Regions from separate parts of the Hordeum vulgare genome. Here region 1 is linked to region 2. A link is a contact called in public Hi-C data. All regions are on one chromosome and are shown on one strand. Each heading gives the region's core, a stretch centred on a gene start, on an enhancer-like site or on the middle of the called end of the contact. The rest is flanking DNA. Distances are from core to core; before and after follow the strand shown. Region 1 holds the start of LOC123408721 (glucan endo-1,3-beta-glucosidase 14). Region 2 holds the start of LOC123409875 (CBL-interacting protein kinase 24).

Region 1 (5,607 bases), core at 389-2,888, 840 kb after region 2:
AGTTGTAGCAAATCTGAGCGAAATAATGTTGCATGCCTGGTCAGGCAGCCACGCGGGCCGGCGAGCGACCAGCCAAACATTCGGCCGGCGCTCCGGCTGCAAGCGTTTCCCTTATGTATATGCCTTGCACCTTTTTTTCTGGTAGAAAGACAACATTATAAATTATGGTGATATTCCTCGTGGAAATACACATTTACTTTCAATAAAAATATGAACTCACATCATCTCTCACAGGTCACGCAGACGACTGTAATTTTTATTTTCTTAAGCACTAGTAGCATTTTTTTTGTTGCACAAGTGTGTAACTAGACATCCATGCTTTGGAATAGGCACATATGGCTACGCATTAAAAGGGCATGCCTTTTCAAGCACAACTTGAAGCACTTGCATCGACTCGCACATATATTTCACACGATAAATCATAGTATTCCCTCCGTGAAGAAATAGAAGTACATTTAAATCATCGTATTTAGTGTGATTCAAACGTTCTTATATTATAGAGGGTTTTTGCAAAAAATGTAAATATATACATATCTTTAGAGGGGAGTATTACCAAAATTCAGCTAGCACAAGTCACCAACTCACCATAGGATATTAAGGGCTAGTTCTTTTCAAGCTTATTTCAGCTTATTATCAACATAAGCCAGAAGCCTCAAGAAACTCGATTTGTATAAGCTAGCTTAACTTATTTTTACCGGAGTCCCCTTTGCAATGGGACAAGCTGGGGGGTGAGCAACTTCGTGCAGAAGCTCACTTAGAAGTGAAGGGGTTAGCCCATTCCCCCTGTTTTTCGCATTTACTACAATGAGTTTGCCACCGAGCCCAACCCCTCGTTCCGTCGCTGAAAATCGAATCGAGCCGCTCCCGGTCGCCGCTCCCGATTCCCTCCGTCGTCGTTGCTCCCGATTCCCTCCGTCGTTGCTGCTCCCGGTCCTTTCCTCCTCCGCCGCCACTCCCGGTCCTTCCCTCCCGCCAATGGGTAGGCCTCCCGTCACTGCTCCTCTCCTCCCTCGGGCACAACCCCGCCCTCCCTCTGGTGCGATTCCACTCTTCTCCGCGACCTAGCAACAACAGCGCCACTCTGGCGGACTCCCGGGGCTCCACTCCGGCGGACGACGTCCAACTGCGGCTGACGACCCACTCCAGGGAAGGACCCCCGTCCCCTGCCCTACTCTGGTCGACGATTCACTCCAGCTCCACTTCAAGGGTATTATAGACTTTTCGCTACTCATACCATATATAAGCTGGAAAAACAAGCAGTGAAAAGAACCGGCTAGCTTATTATCTGAAGCTTATTTTCACCGGAGCTTATTTTCACACAAGAGCTCAAAAAAACCGGTCCTAAACTGGTGGACTATACTTGTTTTGGAATGCAGAAAAGTCCAATAGTTTTACCTGAAGCACATCGATTTTCACAGAAATTCGAGGCGACCACAAAAGCGAAATGCAACGAGCGGCACGCTCGAAGGTGCAATCTGCAAAAGAACCGCTGAAGGACCAGTAGACGTGTCCGCCGTCCACCACCGCGCACGACAGACACGCACGCACACGCGCAGAGCACCACCACACCACCGCCGCCGCCGGCCCCGGTTAACCCCCCCTCCCCCTTCCGTTTCAAAAATCAAACCACCCCAGACGGAAACCCTCTCCCTTTCCCCCCCCCCCCCTCCTGGCCGTTGCGGTGGCGAATCCGGGCTGCAACGCGGGGCCGCCGGCGTGACCTTCCCTCCGTCCCCTCCTCCGCCGCGTCCCCTTCGTCCCCACCCCGCCTCCCTCCCTCGCCCAACTTTTCCCGATCTCCTCGTCGCTAAGCAAACAAACCCCTTATTAACCCCGCACTGAATCAACCGGAGGTTAGCCGAGAGAAAAAGGCCCCACCTTGCACCAGCCAGTACCGTCCTCCGCTGCCCGGTGCCAGTAGAGTAGAGTGGAGCAGAGTCGGAGGCCGGAGGGGAGCGCCTGGTGGGGGCTGAGTGCTAGGAGGCCAGCACCAAGCGGGAACCGAGAGATTCCTTCTCGTCCCCGGGCTGGGCTCAGGCCACCTCTTGGCCGGATTGGTTTCTTGTTTGCGGTGTTCTTGCCGATTCTTTCTCCTGCTCCAGTGCGCGCGGCGGCGGTGTCGTGTGGTGTGTCCCGGTGAGGAGGAAGGCCGCCAAGATTGCTCGGGGGCGAGCGGGGAGCAGCCGCCCGTGCCCGGCCTCGGAACGGCCGCCCCAGCCCGTCTATGGAAGTTGCCGCCCCGGCTCCACGCCACGGCCTGGAACCAAATTGCCGAACACGGCGCGGCTCGCCTGCCCTTCCGACGCTGCCGCTCGCTCCGGTGCCCGTCTTCTGCTTGCTTCTTGCTCCGGATCGACGGGTTGCGGCCGGCCTGCTATGACGGCGGTGATGGGTCGGCGCCGGTGCGCTCGCTGGATGCTGCTGCTCCTCTGTTGCCTCCTCCTCACGTCCCCCTCACATGGTACGCACTCAGTTCTTTATCCAGTTTAATTTAGTGTTGTTTTGTCTAGATCATGGAATTCACACATCAAGTTTACTATCATAGCTGGGTAGGCCTTTGCAACGAAATAACCACTGGCTTTGGCGTCACGAACTGAGATTTGACTCTTGTGCTTGCTGTTTAGCAGGTCGTCGCCGCCCTCGACCCGCTGACTCGTTTGTCGGGGCATATGGGATAAACTATGGAAGAATAGCGAACAACCTCCCGTCTCCGGACAAGGTAGTCGAGCTCCTCAGGAGGTCCAAGATAAGGAATGTCAAGATATATGATGAAGAACCCACTGTGCTCGAGGCATTCAAAGGCACAGGGCTCAACCTGGTCATTGCTGTCAACAATGGGCTGCTGAATTCTTTTGCTGCAAATGACAGCGTTGCGATTGACTGGCTGAATAAATACGTGCAGCCTTACATTTCTCAGACACGCATTGTTGGAATCACTGTGGGGAATGAGGTGCTGGGAGGCGATCCGAACCTTGCCGCTCCGCTCGTTGGAGCTGTTAAGAACATGTACAATGGTCTCAAGAAACTGCATCTGGATGACAAAATTGAGCTTTTCACGCCTCACTCTGAAGCTGTTTTTGCTACTTCCTATCCGCCCTCTGCATGTGTTTTCAAGGAAGAAATCATGGTGTATATGAAACCGCTGCTGGACTTGTTTTCACGGATTGGCTCACCTTTCTATGTCAATGCATATCCCTTTTTGGCTTACTTAAGTGATTCAGGGCGGATTGACATTAATTATGCGCTCTTTCAGCCCAACCCTGGAATACTTGATCCGAACACTAGTCTGCACTATGACAACATGTTTGATGCTCAGATAGATGCAGCTTATGCTGCTCTGCAGGCTGCTGGTTATAATAACATGGAAGTTCGGGTGGCAGAGACTGGCTGGGCTTCTAGTGGAGATCAAAGTGAAGCAGGAGCATCAGTTGAGAATGCAAGGACTTACAATTACAACCTCCGTAAGAGGCTCTTTTTGAGGAAGGGAACTCCTCTCAAGCCAAATATACCGGTCAAAGCATACATCTTTGCCCTGTTTAATGAGAACTTAAAGAATGGAGATCCTACTGAGAAGCACTATGGGCTCTTCAATCCAGATGGAAGGATTTCATACGATATCGGCTACTCAGGTCTATTACCTTCATCAGCACCCGCATCCCTGTTGTCAGTTAAGGTAAGCATTTACTTTTCGCACATCTACTTGTTTGCCCCTTAGTCTTCGTTTTCATTGTATTTTTCTGGTTTGATGGTTATTGGATTATACTCCCTCCGTCCCAAAATAAGTGTCTCAACTTTATACTAGCTCTAGTACAAATTTGTACTAAGCTTGAGACAGTTATTTTGGGAGTATTATAGTAAGGGTTTTGCTTCAGTAATCCACTTTCTCAACATTTATGCACAAAGAGGATTAGAGGTGGATATCAAAAGTTCCAAAGTCATCAATTGCCACTCAAAAGGATACAGTAGTCAATCAGACATAGCTTTCTAGTTCAAACCTTATGACATCTTTAACAAAAGCGGCCCTATCAATTTATTTTCTCCCGTGCATCATGGATCATGGTATTTTCAGCTGCCCAGCATCTGTATCACAGTATCGATATTACAATTTGATACTTAGCTAAGAAAATCAATTAAAAAACACCATACTTGTCTCGGCGTAAGGATTCAAGGTTGTGACAGCGCGAGGTCTGTCAGGGTTCGCACATGATGATGAATGTGGTGGTCAAGAATTGGGGCAGTCAATTGTTTGCCGTCCCTATCCAAGTTGTGAATATTGGAATATATGTTTATTAACAATCGAAGCCTGTTAGTGTTGTGGATGAACGTGTTCATTGGAAAACTCTGTCAGTGTTGTGGATGAATGTGTTCTTCGGCAAACTAGATTGGTACTAATGTTGTCCAGTGAAGAACTTCCATTGTAGAGTACTAAATGGAGACAACACAGGCTGAGCAGTAAATACTGAGATCCTCCATAAAGTAGACACTAGACAATGACAAGAAATTAACTTTCATGCTTTCAAAACAATTTAAATGCCAATAGGTTTCTCTTCCGTTTATATTATCATGGAACCTCTCTACCTAGTTGAGCTAAGCCAATTTCATTGCACTAATAAATGCCTAGCAAAAAAATTGGATGACCGTAATCAATCCTTTTCTTCGAAGGTAGTCTGTTGTTATGAGTGCAGTGCATAATTGCATGAGGTATTGATCTGCATGTTCATGTTCTGAATTCTCTAGCACTTTCTCTGCAAATAATTTATGGGATCTTGTAACAAAACTTCATGGAATAATTGTCTATTTCTTGCTTACCTTTGGTGTATGATGATACCACATCATTAACCTGATTCGACGCTGTGATTTCTGTTTGCAGGAAATGCGAGCTTGGGGTTGGATTGCGCGCTGTTCGGCTGCGGTTATCCTATCTATTTTCTTGTTTTAGGCTTAGCGACTCAGATTATAGAATAGCACATCTGTTAAGGGCACAATCATGATCAGGAGTTAGAATGCGTGCCTGCTTGTACTGGGAAACTCGGAATGGACATTCGAATAATAGTTCCCTGCTCACCAGTTCCGTTTGTGTTCCCTTCACTCATTTTATACCTGTGAAAAAGAACATATGGTCCTGAATTTTTACTGGACATATATTTATTCTAGCATTAGAATGCCAGTCTATTTTTACTGTTAATCCTGTCAGCTAATAATCCTCTGCAACCTATCAAATTCTTTACCATGCAAAGTTCCAGGAATAAATGGACTTGGACACGTAAGATGCATCTTTTCTGTTCTTTTTCAGTCGACCTGGTGGTTCTCCATTGAACTGCCAGCCAGGCTGGCACGGTTAACAAATCGTTGGTTGTTTCTTCACCAGTAAGTAAGTGTATCTCAGACATGATTACGTGCTGCACTCAAGGCACCTGCTTTTACTTACTAGACTTTCAATGTCTTTCATACTGAGCTAAGGTGGTTGTATATTCTGAATTAGTGAATTGTGATAGCATGGATATGAAATCAGTCTGTTGTTAAAATCATGGAATCCACAGAACTATGCTCTGAATAATAATGTGACTTTGAATGTCTTTCATGCTGTTGAGCTGGCCTGTACTACCA
Region 2 (5,482 bases), core at 762-3,261:
AACAAAACTTAAAAAGAAATATGGAAGATACTAATCTTAGTAAGTAGGAGAAGTTATACAGAGACAACAAAAAGTAGGCCTTTAGTATACCTCATTTAATCTGACTATGTTGGGGTGTCTTACAATCTTCATTATTGATATTTCCCTTTTGATCTGTCCAGAAGCATGAGAACTGAGCTCAGTGTTAAACAGAGAAATGAAGGTGTGAACTTTCCTGAAGCTAATCCTTGGCTAGGATGGTGGTATTTTGGGGGTGGATATAACTAATATTTTGTCATTTACGAATTGCATATTGCATAAACAGTGTAAAAGAAGTGTGCCTACACTAATATAAACTCAGGTCTGACACAGGTTGTCATACTAGGGCCTCTTTGATTCGTAGGATTGTAAAAACACAGGAATAGTAAAAACACAGTATTGGAATGTGATGCCCATTCAAATCCTACAGGATTTGAGTTCGTTTGATTACATCACAGGAAAAACAAAGGATTTTTTTTTAAAGGTTGGGGTGCATGCTAGATTCCTATGGAATGTAGTACAAATGATTCCTTCGGGAAAAATCCTATAGGATTCTTTCCTATGAATCAAACAACCAATCTTGTAGGAAAAAACCATAATTCTCCAAAAATCCTATGAAAATCATTTGATCAAAGAGGCCCTAAGTGGCTAAGCCAGATAACAATTGATCATTTATTGATTTCTGGAAAATTTGTATCAAATGAACAAATTATGTGCACGAAAGTGCACACCTTGGAGGAGTGAATCAAGCATCATCATGCAGGGGGGAGACTGAAATTCATCAGTATCGCAGAAGCAGTAAGGCCCTAGAAAAGCTCATGCCACAATCAAAGTCCAAATGATTGCTTCGTATTATTAGCTATCAATCTATCACTGAAAAATATTACCCCCTCAAAACAACACTAACAGTTGAAGCCAATCATTTCTAGCCTTTTTGTAAATATAGAGTTGAATCCCCACCTTTCTGAAAAAAGTCATTTGACATAGCATCCATTTTAGTATATAATAAGTGATGATCTCAACTCTGGTTGAATACAAACAGCTACCTGTTCCTATCCTAAAAGTTCTCCAAAATCGTGTCCTAAATGTTCCGAACCAGGGGAGTACGAACTCAAATCGTGTCACGACCTCGGCTTGGCCAGAATCCCCGAAAAAAGAGAAGAAAAAGAGACATATTTTCTCCAAAGAAATGTTTGAGGTGCTCCTATTAGCAGTTTATATCAATCAGATGAAGGCTCCTATTAGCATTACTATATGGTGCGCATTGTTCCAGAGGCATATTCCACCCGAACCCGAATCCCCGACCTTTGTCGCCCCAAAATCCCACGGAATATACACGGAACTATCCAAATTACTTTTGCTACTACTAATGTGTAGAGGCTACCAGCCAACAGGAACAGCAACAACAATTATTATTTTTGCTTGGATCAAAGCTGAGACGGGGGAGAGGGGAAGGGGTAGCAAGAGGAGTTTGATTTGGATTCGTGCTAGTGGGAAGAACTGAGGATGGATGGGTCAAGGGCGGGAGAGGGAGGGGCTGCTACCTGTTGCAGCATGCGGTGGTTGAGGATGGTGGCCTTGTCGAGCACCTTCATGGCGACGGGGACGCCCGTGTCGGAGTCGACGGCGAACTTCACCTTGGCGAACGACCCCTGCCCGATGGTCCGCCCCACCTCGTACCGCCCCACCAGCTTCTTCCTCGGCGCGCCTGCCATTCCCTTCGCCTCTCCTCCCAGCTCCCGCGTCGCACCAAGGCCGCCGGAATCGGGGCCCCTGCGAGGTCCGGCTTGGAGAGCGCGCGCGCTCCGCTCCTCTGGGCCGGCCGGCCGGCCGTGCGTGCGTGCGTGCGTGCGTGCGAGGGAGGGAACGAGCTGTGGTTGGGGTCCGGTGGTGCGCGCGCGCCGCGACCGCGATGCGATGGTTCTTATGGGAGGAGGCTAGCACGAGCGCGAGCGTGAGGATGGAGAAAGCGACGAGCTGCCGCCGTCGCGTGGTTCAGACTTTTTTACCTCTCATCAGCAAAACTCCTTTTTAGCTCTCGTAGTAGTTCATTCAATAAAAAAATGAGATAAATACACCACGGGTGCATTGACTTGTTCGAAGCGATTACTTTGGTTTCTAAACTTGTAAAATACATGAAACTAGTGTAGTAACTTGTCCGAACGTTTAAATACGGTGCCTCCATCCGTATCAAGGCATACAAACTGCCCACATGACGTGACAGCGTTGCGTTGGCCCACATGTCGGTAGTTATGAGATGACCGTGATGGTTGTTTTTAAAAAAAACTCTCTATACTTTAAATAAATTTTGAAAAAGGCCCTCATATTTTTTCTAAATTTGCCAAACTGCATTGGTCCCACATGCCATGTGTGGGTCCCGCATGTCAGCATGTGGGATGAAATATTAATAAGAAAAAAATGGTGGCATAATTCGAACCTAGTAAATGGATGCATAATCTGCACACATCTTATAACCACTACGACAAGAATAATTGTTCTGAGTAGATATTAAAAAAATATTAAGAAATTCTCATGTTTAAAAAAGAGAGATATTCAACATATTACCTGGCATAAACTTTAAAACTGCTAGTGCATTTTAAAAAAATCAACCCGGATTAACAAATTGTAAAGGTGTTTCCAAAAAGTGTTTGTAATGCATTCCAAAAATTACAACATCTATTTCATGCAATGTTCAGCACGTATTAAAATTTATTGTGTAAATTTATTATTATATTTCTACAAATATGTTTTAACGCATTTATATAATATATTGTTTGTACACAATAATTTTTAATACACGTTGAAAATTTTCAGAATACAATGTTGTTGGTTTTTAATAATTATGTATTCTAAAAATACAATTAAGATACACAATAGCTACGCCCTTGAACAGGACGAGAGCGGGATGCCGTCGTGGGAACGCTTCCGCGACCTCTGCCTCCTTCGGTTCGGCCCACCCGTCCGCGGTAACCGGCTGGCAAAACTTGGACGCCTTCCGTTCCTCTCCTCGGTGCAGGATTTTGCCGACTGCTTCCAGACACTAGCCTGTCACGCTCCTGGCATCTCGGTCCTCCAACGGGTTGAGCTCTTTGTCGGCGGCCTTCCCGACCATATCCGCGTGGACGTCGAGATGCGGGGACCGCAGGACCTCCAGACGGCCATGTACTATGCCCGCGCGTTCGAGCAACGGGCGGTGGCCATGCAGCAGGCGTTCCCGGCCCGGGCACCTCGCCCACCCCTCGGCCGGTCATGTCTGCACCCAGACGGCCGGCCCAGCCGACGACAGGAACTCCCGACACGGCAACGGCTCGACCGTTCCGCCGGCTAACCCCGACCGAACAACTTGAGCGTCAACGACAGGGGTTATGTTTCAACCATGACGAGCCCTACGTGCCAGGTCACGTCTGCCCGCGCCTCTTCTACCTGGAGGCGGACGACTACATCGAGGAAGATATAGCTCCCCCCCGGGCCTACCGAGGCGGCTGCCCCGGCATCAGCCACCACCCAGCCAGCCGGACCAGTAAGTTTCTAGCTAAATGTTGTACATAAAGTACTTACTATTAATTTGTGTGGCTAGCGTGCGTGCTAATAGCACCTGACGATACCATATTGGATATCCATTCAATGGGTATTCTATTCACCTAAACAACGCTGCACTTTATTTTTCCGCTGTTATTAGCATGCAGAGCAAGGGCTTATTTATAACGTTTAACTAAACCTCATGCGGTTTTCACGCTTACACCCACTGACATGTGGGCCGGCCATCAACTTTCATGCCACAGACAACACATACGGCGGTATATATGCTGAGGCACCGTATATGCATCATGTAGACAAGTTATAGCATCAGTATTGTGTATTTTACAAGTTTAGGCACTAAACTGACCATAATAAACAAGTTAAGGCACCCGCGTCGTATTTAACTCAAAAAAAATACTAGTACCTGTTTCGGAAATCGACAGCATCTAAGTTCATTTCGGCTCTCGGGAGCACTTGCTCTTGCGCGCAAAAGTAATTTTTGAAATGTCAAGAAAATCTCAACAGAACTTTTATGTATTCATAGTCAGATCCAAATGCTACCTGTAAAGTTTTAGCCACAAAGTTTAAACATTTGGGCCTGTGCAAAAAAATAAATTGAACATCAAAATGTGATTTTAAGTTTATTTTTTCGTCAACTAGAAACTACTGCTCTGTTTCATATGAAAAATGTTAAGCATGCTTACGACACTATCACACACATTGATAAAAATATCAGAAATTTTTTTTTGAGTTACTGTTCATCCGAAAGACAAAACGCAAGCCCCCTGTTTTTTCACTTTTAGTGGTCGCCCATAAAGTAAAAAACACACAAAGTCCATATTTGCCATTTTTAACACATATTTGCCCTTTTATGATCAATTGGTCGATCTAGGGTTTCATGCATTGAAATTATGGCTATATTGTTCCTCCAACCACCCTCGTGGCACTACAAAGTTACAAACTATCGCCAACCGAGTGTTGGACGAGGCCACCTTCTTCCTTCCCATCATGAGGATGAATCTATCAATATGATGAAGTTCCTCATTCCTCTCTTCAAGTTACAACACACACACACAATAGTAGGTTATTAAAACAAAAGAAACATTACACTCGTAACAGTTTCAGTATGGGCCCACAAGCAACTCGGGAGGTTCGTCCGCGAGTGGGCAGTGCCTTAGGCCAATGAGTTGAAGGCTTGAATTCTCGCGGCTTCTTGGGGCTGCGCTTAATCGTCGTCTTGCTCATGAGCTGAGGTCCTCGAGAATAACTAGTGTAAAGCATCGTGATCTTCCCAAGTAGGTTCTCGAGGCACTGACCCACTCCAATCAACAAAAGCTTTGCTTCATCATTTTGCTTGCTTTTGACGAAGCTTAACGCGCTATAACATGGGTATGCATGATGGTATGGTACGAATACTCATTTTAAGACCGGACACTACATAGGAGTGATTGGAAGCTAAGCTGGCAAGAGGAAAGGCGAGCAATCTTATTGCGGTAGCAAACAACCTACTTATAGAGTGCAAAGTTTTGGTGGACGGGGGCACTGGAGGACTTTATTTCAAAAGATTCAAAAATGGTATTTCTATGTTTCAAAAAAATCCAAAAACAATTATGTGAAAACTTATACATATTTGTAGTGGATCTGTAAAATTCCGTTCAAAAAAAATTCTTTTTGCAAGCTGCACAAAAATAACAAAATTCCTGGCCAAGAACAACAAAAAAGGGCCCATTTTCATTTGTGTTTTTGTATTTTATGTATATGCCACGTATGAAAGTATATTGTTATGAACTTTTTTCTCAACATGTTATATATGTATTTGCGTATGTATAAAAAAAATTGAGTTTTTTTTTGTGATGTGGAAATGTGTTTTTTTAAGTCCTACCTTGAGCCCGGGCTCCATTTGCACTTTTCGCCTACTTATAGCCCTATTTATACCCTTTCTCGG

What was found. Hi-C and Micro-C count contacts between places; a contact is called where the count stands out from the background.
Region 1: a Hi-C map of leaf shows a contact between it and region 2, with 2.7 times the contacts expected there. The contact joins the promoter of LOC123408721 here to the promoter of LOC123409875 in region 2. A contact is called at or near these places in 2 of 6 Hi-C or Micro-C datasets (leaf and seedling).

The regions. Positions count from the first base shown.
Region 1 is chr7H:529,082,125-529,087,731 of MorexV3_pseudomolecules_assembly, forward strand. LOC123408721 (glucan endo-1,3-beta-glucosidase 14) reads left to right here and starts at 1,639. Exons shown (of 3, transcript XM_045101773.1): 1 at 1,639-2,461; 2 at 2,628-3,673; 3 at 4,871-5,067. The coding sequence starts at 2,377. The coding sequence ends at 4,939.
Region 2 is chr7H:528,245,712-528,251,193 of MorexV3_pseudomolecules_assembly, forward strand. It overlaps LOC123409875 (CBL-interacting protein kinase 24), which reads right to left and starts at 2,012. Exons shown (of 14, transcript XM_045102743.1): 1 at 1,563-2,012; 2 at 91-153. The coding sequence starts at 1,733.